Regions from separate parts of the Mus musculus genome. Here region 2 is linked to region 1. Evidence: chromatin contacts called from public HiChIP or PLAC-seq data. All regions are on one chromosome and are shown on one strand. Each heading gives the region's core, a stretch centred on a gene start, on an enhancer-like site or on the middle of the called end of the contact. The rest is flanking DNA. Distances are from core to core; before and after follow the strand shown. Region 1 has its middle 81 kb from the start of Gm33919. Region 2 has its middle 33 kb from the start of Gm46201.

Evidence for each region. HiChIP or PLAC-seq counts read pairs in DNA pulled down with a chosen protein or histone mark.
Region 2: a contact with region 1 is called in an H3K27ac HiChIP or PLAC-seq map of extraembryonic endoderm stem cells, with 4 times the contacts expected there. The contact joins two enhancer-like sites. A contact is called at or near these places in 1 of 15 datasets of contacts at CTCF or cohesin (the NIH/3T3 cell line) and 2 of 115 datasets of contacts at active chromatin or transcription factors (embryonic stem cells and extraembryonic endoderm stem cells).

Annotation. Positions count from the first base shown.
Region 1 is chr10:83,843,076-83,848,907 of GRCm38.p6, forward strand. No RefSeq gene overlaps it. Among named protein-coding and RNA genes, the nearest start is that of Gm33919, 81 kb to the right of the region's middle. Within about 2 kb of position 3,521, at least 14 of the 459 cell types and tissues checked have an H3K27ac peak or open chromatin away from gene starts, as enhancers often do. A contact at or near this core is called in extraembryonic endoderm stem cells, where this site is marked.
Region 2 is chr10:84,300,258-84,306,089 of GRCm38.p6, forward strand. No RefSeq gene overlaps it. Among named protein-coding and RNA genes, the nearest start is that of Gm46201, 33 kb to the right of the region's middle. Within about 2 kb of position 2,739, at least 20 of the 459 cell types and tissues checked have an H3K27ac peak or open chromatin away from gene starts, as enhancers often do. A contact at or near this core is called in extraembryonic endoderm stem cells, where this site is marked.

The sequences.
Region 1 (5,832 bases), core at 2,271-4,770:
ATGACCACTTGACACAGTTAATAAAGGTCTTTTTTTTTTTCCAGCTATCTGGGACTGTGCTCAGATATTTGGGACACAAGTATAACTCTGAGAATTTAGAACAAGTGACTTTTAAAGGCAAAAATACATCCTGGTATCTCACTCCACAACTGTAGGGGGAGTTTACTCAAGCAAGCAGTTTAACAGAAGCTAAGCTAAGCAATTAGATGGAGGGGGAGGTTTGCATAAGCAGGCAGTTTAACAGAAGCGAAGTCAACTGGGTCATCTTGATTTCTAGTTCTTAGACTAGAGTTGGGTAATTTTCTGTGAAATACTTCAACAAGGAGATTAAATTCTGATTGATACTGAAATTCTGAAAATTTGAAATGGCCTCAGCAAGAGTAAAAGCTGGAGAAGCTGCTGCATTGTCTTGCCCTGTTAAAATTTTCTCACCTTAATGCTTCTATCGCTTCTTGGCTGTTACACTATGGGCCTTCCCCAATTCTAATCAAGACCTTGCTTTAACCTCATCTTCACCTACTTTATGTTTACCCTATAGCTTCTTACTGTACTGTATATAGTATACTTCTATATCTTATTATAGTATTCCTTATTCCTCTAAGAGTCAACCTGAGCTTTGCCGATATCTTTTGTTTAACCATGACATTTGGATTTTGCTTCATTTTGTCACTTATAACAGAAGTCATACTACAGGGATACATATAGATCAGAAATAATGAAGTGTATTTGCTTATGACTGCAGCAATGGCTATTTTATTTTTTTGAGGGAAGAGAGCAGGCAGTCAGAATTTATTTACATCTAGAGATAAAAATTTCCAGTATTGTGTGGGTAGCTTTCAGTTACTGTAATAAATACTGAGATGATCCACTTAAAAACACTAAAAGTTTACCACAGGTTCCTAGGTGTTGATGCTTGTTCTCAGTCCTTATGTTAAATCCACAGATGGGAGGAGAAAGACTACTGACTCAAACATGGCCAAATTAACTAAAGCAAGCTTTATTCATGTCTTTTTTACAGGCTGTTGCACCCTAAGGTAGGGTTTAAGATATCATCTTTGAACATGGAGAAAATAAGGATTTTTATAGCTTAGAAGTAGAGTAGGGGGTTTCTAAATGGGGGATTTGTCAGGCAAATAGGTAGGGTTACAGAAGCAGAACAAAAACACAACAAGGTGTCCACAACAAGCCCCTGAAACAAACAAAGGCATGGCTACAAGGTGATCATAACAAGGTGGTTGTAACAACAGGTGGTCATTACAAGGTGGTTGTGAAGGACCCCCCGAAGAGAGACCCTCACTCAAGTCTTGGGAATAGCGCGCACCCAGCGAGACACTGAGACCGAACTTGCTGTAATCACACGAGGAAGTTTATTAACAGCAAGAAGACGGGACAAGAGCTCAAACCAGCATGCTGGGGCCGAGACTCATACACCATGCAGGGGTAGAGGAGTTCGACCCCAACCCTATTTTTCAGCAGGCTTATAAAGGCAAAAACCACAAACCAGCGGGAGGATCGGGGAGGAAATATGGGGAAGTCTGGGGGCGGATGTTTGTTTCAAGGCACCTGGGACATTGAAACATTCTGCGGTTGTTTTTCTCATAAGTTTCGGGTAAATAGGCCATCTGGCAGGGGGCTGGGGCCCATGTTCTTAGGGCAGTCAGTATTTTTCTACTCTTCAGTTGTAACAACAGGTCGTCATAACAAAGTGGCCATAAAAACAGGTGGTCAAAACAAGGTAGTCTTAACAAGGTGGTCATAACAAGGTGGTTGTAACAACAGGTGGTCACAACAACAGGTGATCAAAACAACAGGTGGTCATAACAAGATGGTTGTAACAACAGGTGATCATAGCAAGGTGGTCATAACGAGATGGTTGTAACAACAGGAGGTCATAACAAGGTGGTTGTAACAAGGTGGCCATAACAACAGGTGGTCAAAACAACAGGTGGTCATATAACCTTTTGAAACAAAGGCACCATTGCCATTTCCTGAAACAGGCAGTACAGAAACATTTTTTAGTTAAGATTACAGGTAGGGCTCAGCCCAGCCCATGAGAAACAATTAATCATGAACAGGAATGAACCTAATTTGTCTTTACTATAAGATGACTTTCAACCCTAAGATGGAGGCAGGCTGGTTTATCACTTAGTGGGCAATGTTTAGAATTTAAAGTGATGGTACTAAAGGCTGTCTTTTGTAGCTAAAATATTGAACTGATAAAGTTCAAATAAATTCATTTTCAGAGAAAGAGAGAGATAGAGATAGAGAGAAGCAGGGGTGGGGTGTGGGTGTGTGTGTGTGTGGGAGACTGGCCAAACTGCCTTTTGGGCCATGGTGAGGCAACTTATTACAGCAGGAAATATGGCAAACTCCCTGTCTCATGGCTAGGACTGAAAGCACTAGAAAGTAAAAGAAAGAGACCGAGGTCCCACAAATACTTTTGAGGCTGTCTACCAGCCTCAAAAACCTCTCACTCACCCTAACTTCTTAATAGTTTCCACTGTTTTCCAACAATGTCAACCTGAGGACTGACCCTATAACACCAGCCTTTGGGGAACATTCTAGATCTAACCTCTAGCACATAGCTACAGACGATCTGCTATTCTAGAACTTCTCAAAAATGTTAAGGGAATGTAGAACATTTTTGAATCAGAATCAGATGAGTTGTTCCAGGTGACATTGACTCCCCCCACTGCCAACCTCATCTCCCTCCCCACCTGCCCCAGACCGCTGCCCTAGGTAGTGAGTAGTTACTGAAGTTCTAGGGCATTTCCCAGACATTGCTGCATTTCATCCTCACACCTTAGAAAGATGATTATTACAATTTCCTCTTTTCCAAATGAAGAAACCAAGTCTTGGTAGAATTTTGAGAAAGAACAGAAATGCTCAATTAAAAGGTATGCTATATGCATGGTTAATGTAGACTGATACTAGAATCTGTCAACCATAATAATTAAAAAAAATATATCCTAAAAGCAATGGTATTCCTGAAAGCCCTATGGAACTCTGGGTGTGCCTCAGTACTGTGATTGGGGTTTTTGGATTGTACAGTAATCTGTGCCTTCAATGGTCCTTATGTTATTTTGGAACTCTGTAAACAGAAAAACCACGTAACAAAATACAGTTCTTGCTCACAGCCAATGCCAGTGAACTTAGGGTGGAGGACTCTGGTCACTGAGCCCGTTTTCAGATGGGCATCCATTAGCCTTGCTGATGCCCTGCATATAGGTCTCCTCTTTGAGTTCTCCTGTGAACCAGTTTAACACCTCTGGCTCCCTTGTCAATTGGTGGATGCACTAAAATCTGAGGCATATGTCCTGTTTATATTTGTAAGAAAGTCACATTTTTTTTTACCAGTTTAAAAGAGAATGCCCAAACTGTGTGAAAAGAGTTTAATGCTGGAAGCACTTCATGTTTTGAGCCCCCAGAAAAGATTAGCAGGCTCATCTCAGGCTCTCCCTGCTCTCAACTGATTAGATTTTATGAGCACATACCTGACATTCCTCCAGCAATGTTAAGCCCCCCATTGTTTTCTTTCTGGAGCTATCTGGTAACAGGGCTGTCAGTTAAGTGCAGGCTGGGCAATTAGGCTCCCTAACTTCTTCCTGACTAAAATGCCAGTACAAATATTTAACAGCAAGAAGGGACTGAAGAGAAATAGGGGCCAATTAACGGGAGATAATTTGATGTTACAATGGCACGAGGGTGACTTCTCATTGAAGGTGTTTGGGATCAGACGCAATTAACTTTACCTTAGCCCTTTAGGCCCTTGGGGGTTTCAGGCACCAAATCTTCATGGGTCACCCTAGGGGTCTTTGTGGACTTGAGACTCCTGCAGTCGTAAAATACCAAGCCCAGAGCAGTATAGATGGCATGCTCAGGGCCTTAGCATAAGCCAAACCAAGCCAAAGAAAAAACTCAGATGTATGTAGAAGATTATCAGGTAACGCTTCAATTCAAAGTTTAAGTCAAACAAAACTTGGTTGGGTCACGTGGCAAAAGCAGTGTGAGATCAGGAGTGGTGGAGAGACTAGGAGTTAGTTAGACAGACACCCTGGTGGGCAGACAGCTATGGAGAGGGGCCTTGGCTAAGCAATAAAGGTGCCGAACAGCCAAGGTGGCGGCTTCTTCCTCACCCTCCTGACTTGAGACAGAAGCCTGGTGGCATAGAGCAAAGACTGTAGGCTTTTGTCCCTCAGCAGCAGGGCCTGGGCTGATGGGCTAGTTCAACAAACAGAAGGCAGGCTCAGGACATGCTACACAACAGTAGTGGGCCAATCATCTGTCTCTCTTCAAACTGACCAACCCTAGCTTACAGGAGAACAACTCTTCAGAGGCATTAAAAGTTCCCGAGTCCCCCACTGCTCTGCAGAGGAACTTTTAATAAACCCCTTTCTCCACCTGCTGATTCTGCCTGCTCCTGTTTATGGTGGTCAAGATTCTCCACAGAGACCTGGTCCACGTGAGTTTTTTGTCCTGCCTTTTCACCCTTTAATTGGCAGAGAAAACAAACCTGAACAGGACCCCCTGTATCATGGCTTCATCCAGGAGCTTCAAAGATGTAACACCTGTCTGTCCTCCTCTTTGTTGAGCTGCCTCTGGGTTTTAATTTTGGAGACTTTCCCTTGGAGGGCCCCAGGCCTTTCCATTCTTATCATCTCCCTCCCCAGTTCCACAGGGGAAAGAGTCCAGTTCTAATCAATGCTTCCTAGTTGCTTAAACCAAAGTCTCCAGATTCACTTCTGTCAGACAGAATGATTCAATTCTCTGTAGGTCAAATAAGAACCGGGCTTTCTGTGGATACTAAAGGATCTAACAAGGTCTTTGTGTGGATTATGTTTTTAAAAAGATATCTTTATCTCTCCTCCCACCTTAGGGAATGTCTTCTTCTTTAAGCTTCCTTCCAGTACCCTGTCTTTTCTTGCTACCTTATATCCAACATAGGCTCTAGATGTTGAATTCATCTCTTTCTCAGGAAGTCTACATCTGTTTCTGAAAAGGTTAGGGCTCTTGATAGCAAATACGGAAATGAATTGAGGACATCAGAAACAAAGGACATATTTTGGCTGAAATCAACAAACCACACCGAAGGTAGTGTGGTGGCATGTGCAGTTAGCAAGGTTGTACCCCCTTCCTAGACAGTGTCACCAACTGGGGACATTCTCATTCAGTCCCCTGGGCTTTCATTTCTTTGTTTTTCTGGGCAAGAAGGAACAGCTACAGCAGAGAAAACAGAGTAGCGATTGGGAGTGGTCTCTGGATAGAAGGAATGCAGGGAAGAAAGCTTTGAGAAAGCAGAGATGGCTAGGACCATTTACTAATAAAGGAGTCATGTTTTTCAGAAGACAAAAAGGGCCACCACTGCTTTCTACAAATATCAAATAGTAAAATGGATATGATGCGTCTCAGAGGCCAGGTCATGTTTTAAGCACTGTGAATGTGTGAATGGTTTAATCTCTCTCTCTCTCTCTCTCTCTCTCTCTCTCTCTCTCTCTTGCCTTATTTTTGAGTCAGTTTAATTTTGCAGTAATTATCTGCACCAAATACTTTCCTTGGCTTATATTGTTTGACTACAGACATGCAGCCCAAATTTAATGTCCTAAAATAATAAATAATTGATTTCTCATCATTTTTTAAATGGGCCAGCATCCAGGTGTGGTATAGCTTGTCCCCAGGCCCAGGGGCCATATGTAAATTTGCAATCCGGGTGTCAGCCCGGCAGTGGCTGAGGAAGGGGTCTCTTCCACACTAAGTTGTGGAGTTGTGGGCAGAATTTAGGTGCCTATGGCTGTTGTACTTGCTCTCCTGGCTGCTGACTAATGTTCCGTGGAC
Region 2 (5,832 bases), core at 1,489-3,988, 460 kb after region 1:
CAGTAAGCCTCTGAGATGACAATATCAGGTGAATGAAAGTTACTTCTACACAGTAATTCTTTTAGTAATAATCTGAGTTTTAATTCTTGCTCCCATAATCTTGGTCAGTGTTGAATGGGCAACAGTAAAGACCCTGGCTGTAACTGGTGTCAGCTACACTGAAAGTAAAGCCACCCTGTGGGAAGCTATTGAGACCACTGGGGTTTCTAAGCCAACGTATCCAGTCAATTAGGACTTTGAAAAAGAATATAAAATATGACAAAGTAGAATGCATCATAATTCGTTGTAGGCAATAAGGGTAAGCATAACTGTCAAAGATATGTTTCACCTTTCAGCTTTATATGAATGTATAGGCCATAGTAAAAAAAAAAAATTACTTGAAGACATAGCCCAGAGATGGATCACATTCACAGTCTTTTTATTGCCTTCTGCTTCATGGGAGATGGTTATATTAGAGACAGCAAGCTGAAGAGGCAATGATGTTAACCAGATATTCCTCTTGGGTTTGATTGATGGTTGTATTTTAAAGAGGTGTCAAAAGTTTATGCTACATTAAAATATAAAACACATTTTGGACCTTCCTCTCCTTTTCTGGTCCTCTCCTATCCTTTGGTAAACCTGTCAATATGGAGCAGAGAGAAACAGAATGGGCTGATATTCAAAGCAGACACCGAGAATATGAATATGAATATGAATCTGCTGCTCTCAGACCTCAGCACTAGCTCCTCCAGATGGCCCATTCTTGAAGATGCTTTAACAACAGTTGACCATGACCTTGCCCTGTGCTGTGCTTTGAATGTGAGAAATCCTTCTTAGGCTTGCACGTTTGAATACTTGGTCCCCAGCTTTTAGGAGGTAGATCATTGCTAGATAAATTGGATCATGACAGGTTGGGTTTGACAATAGATAGCTTACCCCATTTCCTGTCTCCTTTCTCCTTCCAGACTGCTGGTACAAAGTGATAGTTGGATCCAATATCTGCTTCTGTGTCTTCTCTGCCATACTTGAAAAATCCCCTTGAACTCTAAGCCAGAATAAGACTCTCCTTCCTTAAGTTGCATTTGTCAAATATTTTTTTAATAGCAACAGGAAAAGTAGCTAAGACACCCTGTATTTCCAACTTACAAAACAATCAAATGGAAAAACAAAACAAAATAATCAAAAGGTCTTTCTATGAATGGATGAACCCTGATTTCCTGACAGCCGTGCAAGCACTCAGCTCTATAGGTTGACCAGAAACAGCAGACCCTGCCTAGCAAGCTAAGCAAATTCCCATGCTCTTTCAGGCTCTCAGCTACTAGGTCAAGATCCTAAGAGCCAACAGCTCCCTCTGTACCCTTCCCCACCCATGGAAAACTACAGCATCTGGGTCAGGCTATTGAATAATGTCCAGTCAGTCTGGAGCTGGACCATTACACTGTGGGAGGTCAGTTTCCCTTTTCCCTCGGCATCCAACATTGAATTTCCCATTCCTTCTTTTTTTCATCATAGGATCCAGCTGTTTCCTGCAGCCTCCTGCTAAGATGTGAGCTCTGAGCTGGAAGACCCAACTCCAAGATTAGCCCAGTCTTCTCTGTCTGTCTGCCCTCCGTGTCCTGGCCTTCCCTGTAGAGCTGTGGGGGATGGGATGCCTTGGCCTTCTGCTCCTCCTGTAAGCATAAATGATGCTAATATTACAAGCCAGCCATCCAGACTTCAGGACAATGGGATCTGAAGGCTGAGTGTCAACCAGAAACCAGGGTAGATGCTCAGGCAAAATGCTGACCCAATGATACCTTCATTATCCTTGGCCCTCAGCCCACCCACAACTTTCCCAGCAATTTGGCTGCTTCCACACCTTAAAACCACCCAGCAAGAAAAGGGGGAAGTCTTCCTGTCCAGGAAACCTTCAGGTCCTCCCTACAAAACTGGAGCCTCAGGGAAGCAAGAATAGCTAGTAACTCTTTGCTGAGTCTGTGACATTCCATGTGCCAAAGATGGCTCCGGACTATTGGTTTAGCTTCCCTGCTTCACCCTTTTCAGATCTCTGGAAAGGAATGTGAATGCCATGGGCCTCCTCAGGCATCATGAGCATCTGTCCTTGAAGAGGGCACAACTGGGGCTGCCTAATGCTTCTGCTCAGACCCACACCTTGGACCTTGGTGCAGCTGGGTATGATACCCTTGTCTTTCATCTACACCCCCACCCCCAGCCAAAGAAAGAGAACTATAAGAAGTTTCTAGTCTTCTTCATGAGAGTAAACAGTCTTTCCTCTTTCTCCCTCAGGCCCCCCTGTTCACACCTCTCTTTTCTCCAACCCAAGGAGCTAAAGGGGTCTGCAACCCTATAGGTGGAACAACAATATGAACTAACCAGTACCCCTGGAGCTCGTGTCTCTAGCTGCATATGTATCAGAAGATGGCCTAGTCGGCCATCATTGGGAAGAGAAGTCCCTTGGTCTTGCAAACATTATATGCCTCAGTACGGGGGCGGAGGGGGAAACACCAGGGCCAAGAAATGGGAGTGGGGGGTAGGTGAGTGGGGGGGAGGGTCTGGGGGACTTTGGGGATAGCATTTGAAATGTAAATGAAGAAAATACCTAATTAAAAAAATGTGACGATATGCCAAGGTCTATAAACCAACACACAGAGATGAATGGGCGGGCTTGATATGACCAAATGAAAGCCTGTGAGCTGGGGCAGACAATTCTCAGGAAGGAAAACAGGAGACTGGGAAGGGAGTAGGACTGAGATATGGAAAGAATGCTGGGAATGTCAACCAGCTAAACACACCTTAGAGATGTCACCACCTCCCTCAGGGTCCATCCACCCTTGTGCCAACTGAGGGAGCTTTGAGGTTTTCCCTGCCTTACCTTCGACCCTTCTCAGCCCCTGGCTGTACCTCCTTTCCTGCAGAGCTCACTGCCAGGACTCAGCAAGTCATAAATAATGGTAAAATAAAGCCTATCAGATGGAGGCTGAGTATTCAATAAATCAGCCTAATTAGACATATTCCTGTTCTAACCGAAGGGGATCAGTCACAGCATAAGCAGCTGTGCACTGCTGGATACCTGCTGGCATGGGAATGTCTGCTTTAGCTTCCCTGCTTCCTGCACGCTGGTTGTCTGGGCTGATCCACCCTCAACCTGTGAGTCTGGGGCAGCCATGGGGTCCTAGCAACAGAGACCATGCATGTGATCAATCTGCCGGCCAAATTAGCATGCATCGATATTCTAACAACATGCTGGACTCTATGATCTCTGCTTCAGTCTTTCTTGTTACTACTCCATGTTTTAGCTACATTGGTTCATATGCTTCTTAGGACAACCAGACACATTTGATGCAGGTTATTACAGTGTCTTCCTAGACATGCTTTTTGGTTCACACTAAAATATGAAGAAAAAAAGCAACCAAAGACAACTTTGACTTGAGCAAACTGCTTTATCACTGCTCTGGACACATGGGGTTAAGTCCAGGAATAAATTAATCTATATCACACCAATACTTGGCCCCTTCTTTTCATGATGTATCTCTGTAGCGTTGCCTGATATCATTGTGTGTGTGTTGTATTTATCTCTCTAGAACATAAGTCCTGTGAGAGAAAATACCTTGACTTTAGGCCTGATTACGCTCCACTGTACTCCAGTGGCCACGTATACAGTGGATGGGTAGTCTAATGGTTATCTCTGATCACATCCAAACACAGAATGGCAAGTGAAATTCCCAATGGCATGAATACAAGAGGCAGAAAGAAATGTGCACATGCCCACACAACCAGGGGACTCTGGAGAGTTGTGAGTGTGCGTGATAATATTAACCTTGATGATAATGGCTTCCAGTCATACCACTCTATGCCACAGACTGGGCCACCCCTTTACAAGTAAGATCTTGGTCAATATCTATCATACCAGGCTCCAAACAGAACTTTTACTCCATGATTAAGTAAGGCACAAAGTCACAAGTCACAAGAACAGAGCCAGGCTTGAGATCAGACCCATCTGTCTGCAAAGCCCCCGCCAGTTTCTGTACATTAACATCCTACTTACACATTTGTTTATTCCACAAAATGCTGTCGTGCTAGCTGACTTGACTGTCTCTTCACTGTCACTAAGAACTTCTGAATCTTAGAAACTGAGTCATTTCCTTCTCTTACTCCAAGCATGCCTTAGAAGCATGAGCTACACAGGGCACCTATGCAACACACACAGATACAGCTGACTTAACACCCAATCACAGATTGTGTCAGAGAATCATGGATGATCTACATTGCAATGGCAAAGTGAATTTGCCTGGCCCCATATCTCCCTTTCATAAGGACAGTCTATTATTCCTCAATTTTTCAATTACTCACAAGGTTCTTTGCATCATGCAACATGCGTGAGTCTAGAAATTATGGGAAAGGGACTGCAAAATGGCTCAGTGGCCAAGACTGCTTGCTGCTCTTCAAGAGGACTTTCAGCACCTATGTTAGATGGCTTACAAACTGTAATTCCAGCTCCAGAGGACCCAACACCCTCTTCTGGCATCTGTAGCACACATACATACATACATGCACACACACACACACACACACACACACACACACACACACATACACATACACGATACAAAATAAACAAATCTTTTAAAAATAGGTCCATAATCTGGGGTCTCCTGGAATGTTAAAAACAAACAAACAAAAAACAAAAAACAAGAGATAGATATTGCTATAATTTAAATGCCCCCCCCATTCATGTTGAAATTTTATTGTTACTATGGCACTAAGGAAATGAACACTTTTAGAAATGGGTAGGTCATGGGGGCTCTCCTCGTTAAAGGAGATCCATCTGATTGCTTTGAAGGGACCCAATGTTCAAAATGAAGGAGTAGAGCTTGGGTTTCAGCCTCCTGGGTCAAGAGTCTTCGATTCTTCTGTGTTCCTATGAGCTCCCCTGCATTGCCCTTGGGAGCTCTGGGCCACTGAAAGACTCCAGAAGATGGAATGATACCTATCACTCTCAACAAAGCTAGCTCTCGGGCAACAGTAAGACGACTAAGCCCAGCGCATGCGCTCCCCTCTATCCTCCATCATCACTTGTTCTTTCTTCATGAACAAACCAGCACAAAGGCCCTACCCAGTGAATATGGAAGAGAACAAGGAGAGTGTGGTTGTTTGAATAGGTATGGCCCCTCTAGACTCATCTGTTTGACTGCTTGGCCCATAAGGAGTGGCACTATTAGGAAGTGTGGTCTTGTTGGAGTAGGTGTGGCCTTGTTAGACCACAAGACCACTTGTTAGACACTTGTTAGAAGTGTGTCACTCTGGGGATGGGCTTTGAGGTCTCAGGTGCTCAAGCCGGGTTCAGTGTCTCACTCTCTTCCTGTTACCTTCTGATCAAGATGTGACCTCCCAACTCCTTCTCCACCAGCATGTCTGCCTGCAGGCTGCCATGTTTCCTGCCATAATAATATTGGACTAAACCTGTGAAACTGTAAGCCAGCCCCAAATAAAATCTTTTCCAAATTGAAGAATTACTGTGGCCATGTTCTTTCTTCATAACAATAGAAACCCTAGCTAAGACAGAGGAGTCTACTAACAGTTTTGCAGGAGGCAAGGGAAGGGAGAAAAATATGTAGTTATAATCCCCAAATCTAAAAGAAATATTTTTTAAGGCCCTGGCCAGTTGCTGGCTCTGTTCTAGATCTCCCAGTATCCAGAACAACTCCCTAAATCTCTGTTCTTCTTAAATTCAGTTCTAGCAACAAGAAATGAACTATGTAACTTATATAGACTTATGGCATCTAGAATGGACAAGCAACTAGTTCATCATAGAACCTCTAAGCACCACTGACTACACCATCCCTGGTCAGAATG